Linked DNA regions of Capra hircus: region 1 is linked to region 2. The links are chromatin contacts, called in public Hi-C maps. All regions are on one chromosome and are shown on one strand. Each heading gives the region's core, a stretch centred on a gene start, on an enhancer-like site or on the middle of the called end of the contact. The rest is flanking DNA. Distances are from core to core; before and after follow the strand shown. Region 1 holds the start of MAPKAPK3 (MAP kinase-activated protein kinase 3). Region 2 overlaps DOCK3 (dedicator of cytokinesis protein 3).

Region 1 (5,674 bases), core at 1,287-3,786, 340 kb before region 2:
ACAGAAGCAGAAGATATTAAGAAGAGGTGGCAAGAATACACAGAAGAACTGTACAAAAAAGATCTTCACGACCCGGATAATCATGATGGTGTTATCACTCACCTAGAGCCAGACATCCTGGACTGGGAAGTCAAGTGGGCCTTAGAAAGCATCACTACGAACAAAGCTAGTGGAGGTGATGGAATTCCAGTTGAGCTATTTCAAATTCTGAAAGATGATGCTATGAAAGTGCTGCACTCAATATGCCAGCGAACTTGGAAAAGTCAGCAGTGGCCACAGGACTGGAAAAGGTCAGTTTTCATTCCAATCGCAAAGAAAGGCAATGCCAAAGAATGCTCAAACTACCACACAATTGCACTCATCTCACACACTAGTAAAGTAATGCTCAAAATTCTCCAACCCAGGCTTCAGCAATACGTGAACCGTGAACTTTCTGATGTTCAAGCTGGATTTAGAAAAGGCAGAGGAACCAGAGATCAAATTGCCAACATCTGCTGGATCATCGAAAAAGCAAGAGAGTTCCAGAAAAACATCTATTTCTGCATTATTGACTATGCCAAAGCCTTTGATTGTGTGGATCACAATAAACTGTGGACAATTCTGAAAGAGATGGGAATACCAGACCACCTGACCTGCCTCTTGAGAAATCTGTATGCAGGTCAGGAAGCAACAGTTAGAACTGGACATGGAACAACAGACTGGTTCCAAATAGGAAAAGGAGTACGTCAAGGCTGTATATTGTCACCCTGCTTATTTAACTTCTATGCAGAGTACATCATGAGAAACACTGGGCTGGAAGAAACACAAGCTGGAATCAAGATTTCCGGGAGAAATATCAATAGCCTCAGATATGCAGATGACACCACCCTTATGGCAGAAAGTGAAGAAGAACTGAAAAGCCTCTTGATGAAAGTGAAAGAGGAGAGTGAAAAAGCTGGCTTAAAGCTCAACATTCAGAAAACGAAGATCATGGCATCTGGTCCCATCACTTCATGGCAAATAGATGGGGAAACAGTAGAAACAGTGTCAGACTTTATTGTTTTCAGCTCCAAAATCACTGCAGATGGTGACTATAGCCATGAAATTAAAAGACGCTTACTCCTTGGAAGAAAAGTTATGACCAACCTAGATAGCACATTCAAAAGCAGAGACATTACTTTGCCGACTAAGGTCGGTCTAGTCAAGGCTATGGTTTTTCCAGTGGTCATGTATGGATGTGAGAGTTGGACTGTGAAGAAAGCTGAGCACTGAAGAATTGATGCTTTTGAAGTGTGATGGTGGAGAAGACTCTTGAGGGTCCCTTGGACTGCAAGGAGATCCAACCAGTCCATTCTGAAGGAGATCAGTCCTGGGATTTCTTTGGAAGGAATGATGCTGAAGCTGAAACTCCAGTACTTTGGCCACCTCATGCAAAGAGTTGACTCATTGGAAAAGACTTTGATGCTGGGAGGAATTGGGGGCAGGAGGAGAAGGGGACGACTGAGGATGAGATGGCTGGATGGCATCACTGACTTGATGGACGTGAATCTGAGTGAACTCTGGGAGTTGGTGATGGACAGGGAGGCCTGGCATGCTGCAATTCATGGGGTTGCAAAGAGTCGGACACGACTGAGCCACTGAACTGAACTGAACTGAACTGAACAGTCTGTGATGGGAAAACGAGTTCAAAATATGTAAGATAATCTAAGATGGGGGCTTCCCCGGTGGCTTGGACAGTAAAGAATCCACCTGCATTGCAGGAGACCCGGGTTCGATCCCTGGGCTGGGAAGATCCCCTGGAGGAGGGCAACCCACTCCAGTATTCTTGCCTGGAGAATCCCCATGGACAGAGGAGCCTGGCAGGCTGCAGTCCATGGGGTCTCAAAGAGTTGGACACGATCAAGCAACTAAGCACACAATCTAAGGTGGGCTCACAGTATAAGGGAAAACCTTTTAGCTAATAAAGAATATCTGGCACTAGGGTGGAAGGAGGAGATTTCTTAAACATGACACCAAAAGCTCAAGTCATAAGGTGAAAAGTTGATGGATATGACCAAATAGGAATTTAGGATTTCTAGTCTTAGGATGCTGTTTTCCAAGAACAAGAGATGCACAGAAGTGGAGAGATGCCAGTGCTAGAAAGATCCCAAGAGCAACCAGGAACCAGAGAGATGCGAATCTCAACAAAATTCCATTTCATTCTCCCTGTTGATAAAAATTAAGACTTTAGATAGACTGGCAGTGGGCCACCACTAAGTTGGAAACCTTACACATTGTACCGGAGGGCCTTTTGGGATCTTCCAGAGAAAACACCCGATTCCAGGGGCTACCTGGGGCTGCAAGAGAAGATTTTCTGTGCTGCCACTTCCTTGGTGGCTTGTACAATTGGCTGCTCGCACAGCCCACCGTGTAGCCGGCTGCTCTAGCGCTGGGTTTCCCCAGCGGCGGGCGGAGCCTGGGAGGTTTCCGCCCCCTCTGGAAGCCACGCCCCCTATTTCTGCTGCCGCTCTAGGCGGGTCCGGCCCCGCCCCGTCCTGCCTGGGCCAGCCTGGCCCTTTAAGACTGACCCAGCCCGGCTTGTAGTCGGGGACGCGCGGGGGGAGGGAGCGGTCACGTGGGCAGGCGGCGGCGCGACTCTCGGCTCTGGGAGCTCTGGGCCGCGGCCTCTGGCGACCCCTGTCCCTGCCCCTTACCGGCAACCACAGCCCCGTGAGCTGCCGTCAGGTCCGCCCTCGTCAGGTACGCCCTCACAGGGCCCCCACCACCTCCCAATCCCGGGACCTCGCGGCGCTTTCCCCTCCTGACTGGTGGCCGGGGCACGACTCGCCTGGTGCTCCGCTTGCGTGACCACCGCCCCCTGCCGCGGGTCCGTCCTCTCCAGCAACTCGTTGCTCATTCCCAGCCCAGTCCCCGGCCCGAAGCCCGGTCCGGCTTAGGGCGTCCATGGCTGGAGTGTACTGAAGGAATCTGAGCGGAACTCACTCTTCGTCTCTTTCCCAGGTGGCCCCGGACGCGCCAGGCTGGGGCCGCCTCTGAGCGCCCCGCGGGGCCATGGACGTGGAGACAGCAGAGGAGCAGGGGGGCCCTGCGCCCCCGTCAGGTGCACCCTGCGGACCTTGTTGCGCCGGCGCTCCCGCCCTCGGGGGGCGGCGGGAGCCCAAGAAGTACGCAGTGACCGATGACTACCAGTTGTCCAAGCAGGTGCTGGGCTTGGGTGTGAACGGCAAGGTGCTGGAGTGCTTCCACCGGCGCACTGGGCAGAAGTGTGCCCTGAAGGTCAGTGACCCCGCGCTCCCGCATGGGCGGGAGCCCAACAGCAGCGACCTGTGGATGCGGGCTGTGCCTAGGGCCTCTGTTAAGCTTCTTAGGCTAAGCATTACCGTTTCCTCCTCTTACTTGTGTGTAAAGTTGGGCTTCTGGTCCCTCTTGCTTCACAGATGGGGAAACTGAAGCTTAGCTTAGCTAAGCTCAGAATGTCCCAGGGAGCAAGGGGTGTAGTCAGCTGTGGGTATAGCTTGCTGTACCCGGAAGCAAGGAGGGAGTAACTCCTGACTCTGGGTTTCTGGCTGGTCCTGTGAGTTTGGGCCTGAGGGGGACCTGCATTCAGCTTGGCTGCTTCTTCTATGAGAAACTCTTCTGACTGGAATGGGTTTCACTTACTTTCTGCCTGAGGCTGAGTCCCCACAAAAGCTTGGGGTGGGGCTCTCCTGAGGTCCCTGCCTGCCTAGGCTGGAGTGGTGACAGTCTCCCAGGGCTGACTGGTGGGCAAGCCTGACACCCATTGCCCCTGTGGGCAGGGAGCTACTCATGGGCTCCAGATGAGTCAACCAGACCCATGTTGAAAGGGGTAGGCCCTGTCTCCGACCTGATCCACCCTGTTTCCTGGGCAGAGGGCGGGCCAGCCATCTAGCCACGTCACACCATAGACTCTCTGTGGGCCTGGTTAAGACCTCACTGATACAGTTGGAGTCCCGGGAGTCTTGAGGGTGGCTGACCGAGCTATGTAGTTCTGGCTTAGGTCATACAGTTTTGAACCCAGGACCGTGCCCCATTCCTCGAATCCCTTGGTGTCCTCGCTGGGAACTTCACTTAGTTGCAGCCTCTGCCAGTGACCCCTTGGATAGGTAGAGCATGGCAAGGAGAGTGGCTCCTGGAGGTTAGAATACAGCTGAGGATCTTCTCATTTTACAGACCTTGCAGTTACGAGTGCGAGCCCAGAGTCCTGCAGTTGTAGCTCTAATCTTTGGCCTGCATTTGCCAGCTCCGTGACCTTGGACTAGATCTTGGACTCTCAAAAATCAGGTTCCTCTGCTCAAGGGTTGTTAAGATAAGGAGTTGATGTGAGTTTGGAATGGAATCTTGCATGTAGGGAAAGTGGTACAGGGCCTGACACAGGCCTGGAGAGGCCACAGGACTTGCTTAGGGCACAGAGTCTGCAAGTATCTGAGCAGGAACCTGGGCCCAGCTCCCTGTGTCTTTCCCAGTGGCACCAGGAGTGATAGAGGGGGTCATCTCCCCAGGGTGGTCTTGGAAGGGATCGTGAGGATGGGTCTGGAAGATCTCAAGCCTGGGCTGGTGAGGCTGGGTCTCAGGCACAGCTTTGCATATGAACCCAGCCGTGGAGTGGGGTTGGGAGGCCCTTCTGGAGCCCCTGGCAGGGGATTCTCCCAAGTCCTTCAGGAAAAGGGTGGCTCTTTTGAGGGGAGATGGAGCTAAGGAAGTGAGCAGTGACAATCTTCATTGTCTTCTTCAGCAGCATCTTGGCCCTTTCACTCCTGCTTGGATCAGGGTGCAGCCTGGGTGGGCAAGGGGCCATCTGAGGCCTCTTCTTAATACTGAGGTTTTGGCCCTATGAGCCAGGGCTGAGATCCGACCACCCCGTGTGGTACTCCAGAGGCTGTGAGTGAGACAGGGATGGAGTGGGAGGCTGGAGTTCATGGGCCCAGGCAGCACTGGCTTAAGCAGGACTGGCTCTAAGCCTTTTCCCACAGGTGCTGTGTCTAATAAGTGACTTGGGGGAACTTCTGACTGCAACAACTTTCAGAGCACCTGCTCTTGAATCTAGGGCCTCAGTGGTCCCTGTTGTGGACTGGAAAGGGTGCAGACCCAGAACAGATTCCCCCATTGTTCCCCTTTAGGCTTTTTGGGTGAGCGTGGCTAGAGATGTTGGCTTGGGATCTTCAGAATTTGGTGCTAGGTTGGCCTGCAAGGGGGACATGGATTTGATGAGGCCCCCACCCTTGCACCTTCTTGTTTTTGCCACCCCCCACCCCACTCCAGTGACCAAATCCCCACCCAACTAGGCTATAAACCTTTCTGTTTATAGCCTCTGCCCCTTCACAGGAGGGCCAGGACCAGGAGACCTCAACACATGGCCTGTCTTGGGCCCCAGGAGCTCAGTCAGTCCCTGAGTGGGTCTCAGCCCTCTCTCTGCTTCTGCCTAGCTGTCACCCCAATTGCCCCTGGTCAGCCTAAGCAGAGGCCCTGGGCTCTGGCCTTTCTGCTTCCCTGGACCTACATCCCTTCCCAGGCAGACCTCTCCTTGTCTTGTAATCTGGCTTTGTCCAGGCCGTCTCTGCCATTTGTGGGCCAGGCCTAGTGTCCTGTCCTCTCTTCATGCCTCTTCCTGGCCCTGTTGCTCAAAGTGATAGATAGTGCTTGGCATGAAGCCTGGAACACAGCAGACACTCATAAA
Region 2 (6,298 bases), core at 803-3,302:
CCTAGTGGGCTACAGTCCATGGGGTTGCAAAGAGTTGGACACGACTGAGTGACTAAACTTTCTTTCTTTTCTTTGAATATACTCACTCATGCTGGGGACTCAGCCTCCCTGAGGTTCACCAGACTACAACTGAAATAGTTTGGAAGTCCTGTGATGCAGAAGCCCTTGTGGTATTTAAATGTTTTCCTGAAAAGTAGCCACCACTCTCACCTACTGTGGTTTTGGCCACCTAGGGAAAACAGCAGTGGGAAGGAAGCTAGAGTTGGAAAATCTAATGTTTGCACAGAGCACCTGTCAGCCCCTGGGGCTGGGTGCTGCCCTCAAGCCTCACCCTGCAGCACGTATCAGGATGTTGAGTACTCAGATCCAGGGTTGGCCTGGTGAGCCAGACCGTGAGCTCTGTCAAGTCAGGGACCAGGGCCAAGCTGAGCAGGGCAGCATACCATGTTCCAGCCACGTGCCTGGTATAGGATGGGTATGTGACATGAGTTGGCTGCCTCTCTGCACGCTATGTGTGGGCAGCCCTGTCCAGGGCTGTGGCCAACAAGATCCAGGGAGCTTTCAGAGTTTCTTGCTGCGAAGGCACTGTGAAAATCAGTGGGAGGAACCCTTTTCTTTTTTTCTTTACACAGCCATCTTTTTGAGATTGCCTCAGAGCACAAGTTCTGAAAAAAAATATTGATAGGGGAGAAAAATCACCAAATAGTAGAAATTCAGGCCTAGTTTCTTTTTTTCTTTTTTTTAAATAAAGCATAGTTTACTCATTCCCTTATCAATGAAGGATAGTTTTTAAAACCAGGCCTTAAAGCCAGTTCTGAGGCTCTACAAACAGTATCACTCAGACCAGCTATGGAGGAAGTTTACGTTAATAATAGCTGCATTATTGGTTTTTAGTATGCTGACTTCTTCAACATACTTAAGCCTCATCTTTGGGACTAAAATGAGTATTTAAAAGGCATTTCTCAAGAATTCCTGGCCACCTTTTTAGTTGTGCCCTGACAGTGCCTAGAGGGCACCCCGACAGGAAGGCCCACACAAAGCCTGTAGAGCTGCAGGTTCACCTCTCAGATCACAGGGGGAGTTCACCCACTTGAACCAGCCAGAGGCTGCCAGGCTTCCAGTGGACAAGTCGACAGCACTGGGGTCCAGGTGACCTTCCCACAAGGGATCCGGAAGACCCCACTAGTTTGACATGGACATGCCGCTGTCTGGAACAATAAGTGATGCACATTTGGAGGGCCTTCTAAATTATATATTCCTAAGGGAAGCCTGCAAGTTTTTTCTCAACACTTCTGTGGAAGGTCCCTTTGAGGACCACCAGTTGACAGGTTACTGGGCGTGTAACCATGGCCTGCATCGATGGGGACTAAGCCACACCACATCTGGCTTCCGTAACAGCCCCTCAGTCCTGTCCAGTTCAGTTCAGTTCAGTCGCTCAGTCGTGTCTGACTCTTTGCGACCCCATGAATCACAGCACGCCAGGCCTCCCTGTCCATCACCATCTCCCGGAGTTCACTCAGACTCACTTCCATAGAGCATGAACCAAGTCAACTTAGGAGCCTGGGTTAAGGTCCCACAAGTCCCAGAGTAGCTCCATGACTCCCGAGTTCACTGTAGGGCAAGTCTCAGAGTGAGGAACCCTGGAGAGCCCCCTGTGTGCAGGGCCCTGGGCCCTGAGCCGCTTGGGCTGAGTCTGCAGTATGATGGCCAGGAAGGCAGAGGCCAGGCACAGGAGGCCTGGAATCTGGGGAAAGGTGGAAGGGGCCAGCTGAGACAGGGCCAGTGGTGTCTGGAGAAGGTAAGTGTGTGGAAACTATGTCCAGTAAGAACTGTGCCTTTCTGTTACCTGAGTGTGTGTGTTTCTGTGTGATGGCTCCATTGCAAGCTAGCCTGGGCCCATGCCTGGGCCCCGAGAGAGCCCAGCACCCAGGCCACCCCCATTTCCCCTGAGTGCCGGAGACGCAGGACTCCTAGGGCCCCAACTCCAACTCCCAGCTCTCCTCATGATCTGCCCCTGAGCAGGGACGGGGCCGCGTCAGCGAGTCCACATCACCCCAGTCTGCAGTGTGCCTGCCTCGGCTGGGATGCCCAGTGCAGCCCCCTCACCACCACCACCACCCAACCACCAGGCTCCACTTCATTCCTCCTGTGCTTGCCGAGCGCATCCTCACCCCAGCTGCAAGGGGACACCGACCCTGGGTCACTGGCTCCCTGGGATGCATGCCCTCTGGGCCCTCCATCTGTGGCGTGTCATCTGTGCGTGATTGTTCTCACTTGGTTACAGGCTCTCCCTCTCTGCCAGATAAGTACCGCCACGCCCGGGAAATGATGCTGCTGCTGCCCACACACCGGGACCGCCCAAGCAGCGCCATGTATCCAGCAGCCATCATGGAGAATGGACAGGTAACGGAGCCAGCCTGCTGACTGCCCTTTGCTGCAACTGTGCTGGCCTGAGCTCCCCTCATTGCACTTGCTGGGCTTTCTGCATTGCCCATGCCTCCCTCACACTGCCGTGAAGACCCTCCTGGATGGGAGCAGCAGTGAATGTGGAGACCAGCATCTGTGCTCAGTCCAGATGGAGTACAGCTATGGGTAGAGTGGCAGTGGGGTTGGACCCACCACTGTCTGTGGCTGTCTGTTCTTCTGGCCAGCGTCCTGAACTCCTCATCTAAAACACAACCTGGCAGAGAAAACTGGTTCTTTTCTGTCCAGAGAAGGCAGTGGCAGACATGGGTCTAGAGACTGGCCTTCCTCCGTGTGTGCATGAAGGACATCCCCACAGGGGCAAGCTCTGCCTCTTCCATTCATCCGTCCATCTGTTTGTCCATCCGTCCGCCCAAAGCCCCTCTCTTCCCGTCAGGACCCTCCCCACACCATTTGCAGAGCTCTGCAGATGTCCCGTATGGGGCCTTGAACAAGAAGCTGCAGTGACTAGCTCCTTCCCCCATCCAGTCTGCCCTGCCCTTCTCTCAGGGGCCATGAGAGTCACCTCCAGTGACTGTTACCCAGTCCCAGAGTGCCAGGACCTTCTCAGCTCCCTGTGCCTGGGCAGCCCTGCCAGGTGGAAAGAACAGGTCTGCCTGGCAGCTACCCATGGAACAGCGGGTCATGTCTGTGACCTCAGGCCTGAGTGCTGCCCTTCCCCTCACACGGGCCTGTGCGCACGGGGCGTCTCCAGGAGGCCAAACCTGCCAGTCTCAGGGGTGCAAGGGGTCCCCATATCCTTCCTACCCGTGGGTCTCTTGGCAGGACAGAAGGATGCAGTTAGATGCCCTCAGGAGCTTGTGTCCTCCTTGTTGGCCATGTGCAGGACAGCCTGGAGCCCAGCCAGGCCCGGGGGCGGTGGGGGAGCCCCAGACATTGCACAGTTGCACAGGGCAGGACTCGGAGCCAGACAGCATGGACAGTTTTCCAACCAGCCTGACATTTGCAGCGCATCTCAAGCATGAGCTGTCCCACTGCTTTGATTGTCCTGGTCTAGTCCTAGAATGCCCTGGCTCCTGGGGCCCATGACGCCCCCAAGATGTAACTGATTGTTGTCAGTTGATACTTTTCTCCTTCCCTCAGCTGCCAAACTTCCAGCGGGCCTTGTTCCAGCAAGTGGTTGGACCCTGCAAACCCTGCAGTGATCCCAATCTGTCTGTGGCCGAAAAAGGTACGATTCTTCTTCCCAGGTGGCCTCCTCTCCTGTCTGTCCCCATCCTGAGCATCTGACTCTTGTCCCTGAGCACCAGCTGGCCAAGGCTGAGCCATGCTTTTAACACTCAGGCCATTCTGTCTGTCCAGAGTCCTGACCAGTTCCTCTGTTCATTACTTAACCCATGTTTGGCTTGATGCTGAGGTCTAGATATTGTTTGTATCTCCGGCTCCCCAGGACCCACCCTCTGAGACGCCCCAGCTGTCACCTGCCCTGAGCTCACCTTCATGGAAACTCAGTGGGCACCCACTCCCCAGGGCGCCTCCCCACCAGCCCCAGAATTCAGCAGGCCCTGTGGATTTGGTCCCTCTCCACTCAGGCCCACAGGGACCTCTCCTTGTTGTTCAGAGGAGGCCTGTGGCCAAGCACATCCACAAGAATAATGAGAAGGGACAGGTCATGGCAAAGTGAATTTCCCAGAGACAGTCCCAGGCACCCTGTGGGACTTCAGTCCTCCTGTAGCCACCCAGGCCCGCAATAGCTGAGCATCCTTTTTCCACGCTGCAAGTCCATCAGCTGTACCATGAAACCAGGCAGTACTTAGAACAGAGGCTGGTTACAGAGAGTGGAGTTCTACTCTACGTTCTGCTCCAGCCAACTGATGGAAGAACCAGACTTGGGCCCATATAACCCCAGCCCAAAGTCCCAGACATGGAGACCTGAGTTCCGTTTAACACAGGACAGTGCCCGTGTGGGGCCTATGCCCAGCCCACCTGCCACACACAACCGGGCTGAGCCTATCCGCCCCACTCCCTGCAGGTTCCCCTCTCCTCCACCTGGCAAGTTTAGGGCACTCTTGGTCCCTAGCATTGCAACCTGTTGGCCCATCAGGACGTGTCCCTCCAAAGCCATTGTCATGTCATCACACCTCCTCACCACGTGCCGTCTGCTGTCCCCACTGTCACTGCTCCTCCTCTGCTCAGCATGGAGGACGCACCTCCGCGTCGTATTTGAGAACACACCCGCATTCCACAACCTCAGTGCCTGGGAGGCCTCAGCACCTGGTGCTCGACCACAGTGGGCATGGAGATAAGATTCTGGCTGAAGACGCCTTCCTAGCCTCAGAGTTGCACATCCCCAAAACACGTGGCTTTCCTGGACCCCTGCACTTGTGCCCCCAAACCGAGTGCTCCTGTGGCCTTGAGGGCTGGGAACCACAGCGGCTTCTCTTTGCCGGAGTTGTGGAGCAGTCGCAGATCTAGCTGAGAGCAGAGACGGGCTCAGAGCTCAAGTGGGTGCTGGCAGCCAGACCAAGACCTGACGCCCGCCAGACCCAGAAGAGCTTCAGGCTTCAGACCAAGCTGCAGCAAGGAGCTGGATACGCCCACCCGCCAAGTGTGGGGAGCAAAGAGGGTTGTCTCAAAGCAAAGGCTGAGCCCAGAGCAAGCCCATTTGAGCCACAGGGCCAGAGCTTAGTGGGCAGAGAGCTAGACATTTGCCTTGGGGGACCCAGTGCCACAGTCATAACTGCCCAGGTCTCTGCTGCTCCTCCAGAGCAGGAGCTGTGTGCTCTTGTCACCATTCTCTCATCGTCGGGATCTCGAGTCCCCTGATGGCTCCACGTCTCATTTTACGGATCTCTCTTTCCCAGGCAGTGACTCCCAGACCAGGCCAGTTGACCCTCGAGGCTGCTGTGCACAGGGGACCTCAGACTGGTGGTGGTCCACAGCAGAGAGAGAAAAGGCCAGGACACAGGCGGCATCTGCGCTCTTCTCCTAGGATAGGTGCAGCATCTGAGATTCTCCACCAGCCCGTGCGCTGGTGTGTGTTCACGCGTGCTCTCACGTCTGCAGCCCCACGGACTAGCCCACCAGGCTCCTCTGTCCACAGGATTTTTCAGGCGAGAATACTGGAGTGGGTTGCGTTTCCTTCTCCAGGGGATCTTCGCGACCCAGGGATCGAACCATGCATCTCCTGCATTGGCAGGCAGGTTCTTTACCACTGAGCCACCCAGGAAGCCCTGGTGCTGTATGGCAGAGGTTCACTGGCCTCACTGGTCAACAGGAGGCCGAGGGCAGGCTGGATGATTTCTGGTCGACGTGGAGTGGCTCTGGCAGGTGCCTTTCGTAAACCACTGCAGCCTTGCCAGCTTTCTTCCCCTCTAGCATTCCTGCCCGGTTTCCTTTGAGCTCTTGTGGGTGAATTTGTGCAGTCCTGCTGTTCTTCTAGGGCCAGGATGTGCATATGAGAATTCAGGCTGTCAGAGCCCCTTTGGGGAAGCTGCCCAGACCTGCCTCCAAGCTTCTTACTCCTCGAGGTGTGATGGCTTTCTGTGGAGATGGAACTTTTCCTTTTCCGGAGAGGGTGCCTTAGTGCTGAGGACCGGGAAGCTCCTGCCACATCTTGGGGAGAGCTTGTATGAGAGTAGGCCTGTCCTGGTCTCAGGGTGGTTCAGGCTCTCCGGGGAAGGCTTTCCGGTGGAATCCATCTGGCACTCACCAGAGTCAGAACGAATGCCTGTCCACCCAGTCACTGCCGCCTCCCCCCTCCACCCCCACCGCTGTCAGCCAGTCCATGAGACTGAGCCACGCTCCTGAGATGTGAGGCTGCGAGGCAGCCGAGTTCGAGCCTGACGTTCTTCACCAGTGAGGAGGACCAGGA

What was found. A called contact is a pair of places that touch in the nucleus more often than the background predicts.
Region 1: a Hi-C map of blood shows a contact between it and region 2, with 15 times the contacts expected there. The contact joins the promoter of MAPKAPK3 here to the enhancer-like site in region 2. A contact is called at or near these places in 2 of 5 Hi-C or Micro-C datasets (both in blood).

Annotation. Positions count from the first base shown.
Region 1 is chr22:49,814,001-49,819,674 of ARS1.2, reverse strand. It overlaps MAPKAPK3 (MAP kinase-activated protein kinase 3), which reads left to right and starts at 2,536. Exons shown (of 11, transcript XM_018038232.1): 1 at 2,536-2,718; 2 at 2,980-3,255. The coding sequence starts at 3,031.
Region 2 is chr22:49,470,170-49,476,467 of ARS1.2, reverse strand. DOCK3 (dedicator of cytokinesis protein 3) reads left to right here. Exons shown (of 54, transcript XM_018038222.1): 50 at 2,285-2,403; 51 at 3,568-3,655. Among named protein-coding and RNA genes, the nearest start is that of MANF, 9.8 kb to the right of the region's middle. Within about 2 kb of position 2,052, at least 1 of the 5 cell types and tissues checked has an H3K27ac peak or open chromatin away from gene starts, as enhancers often do.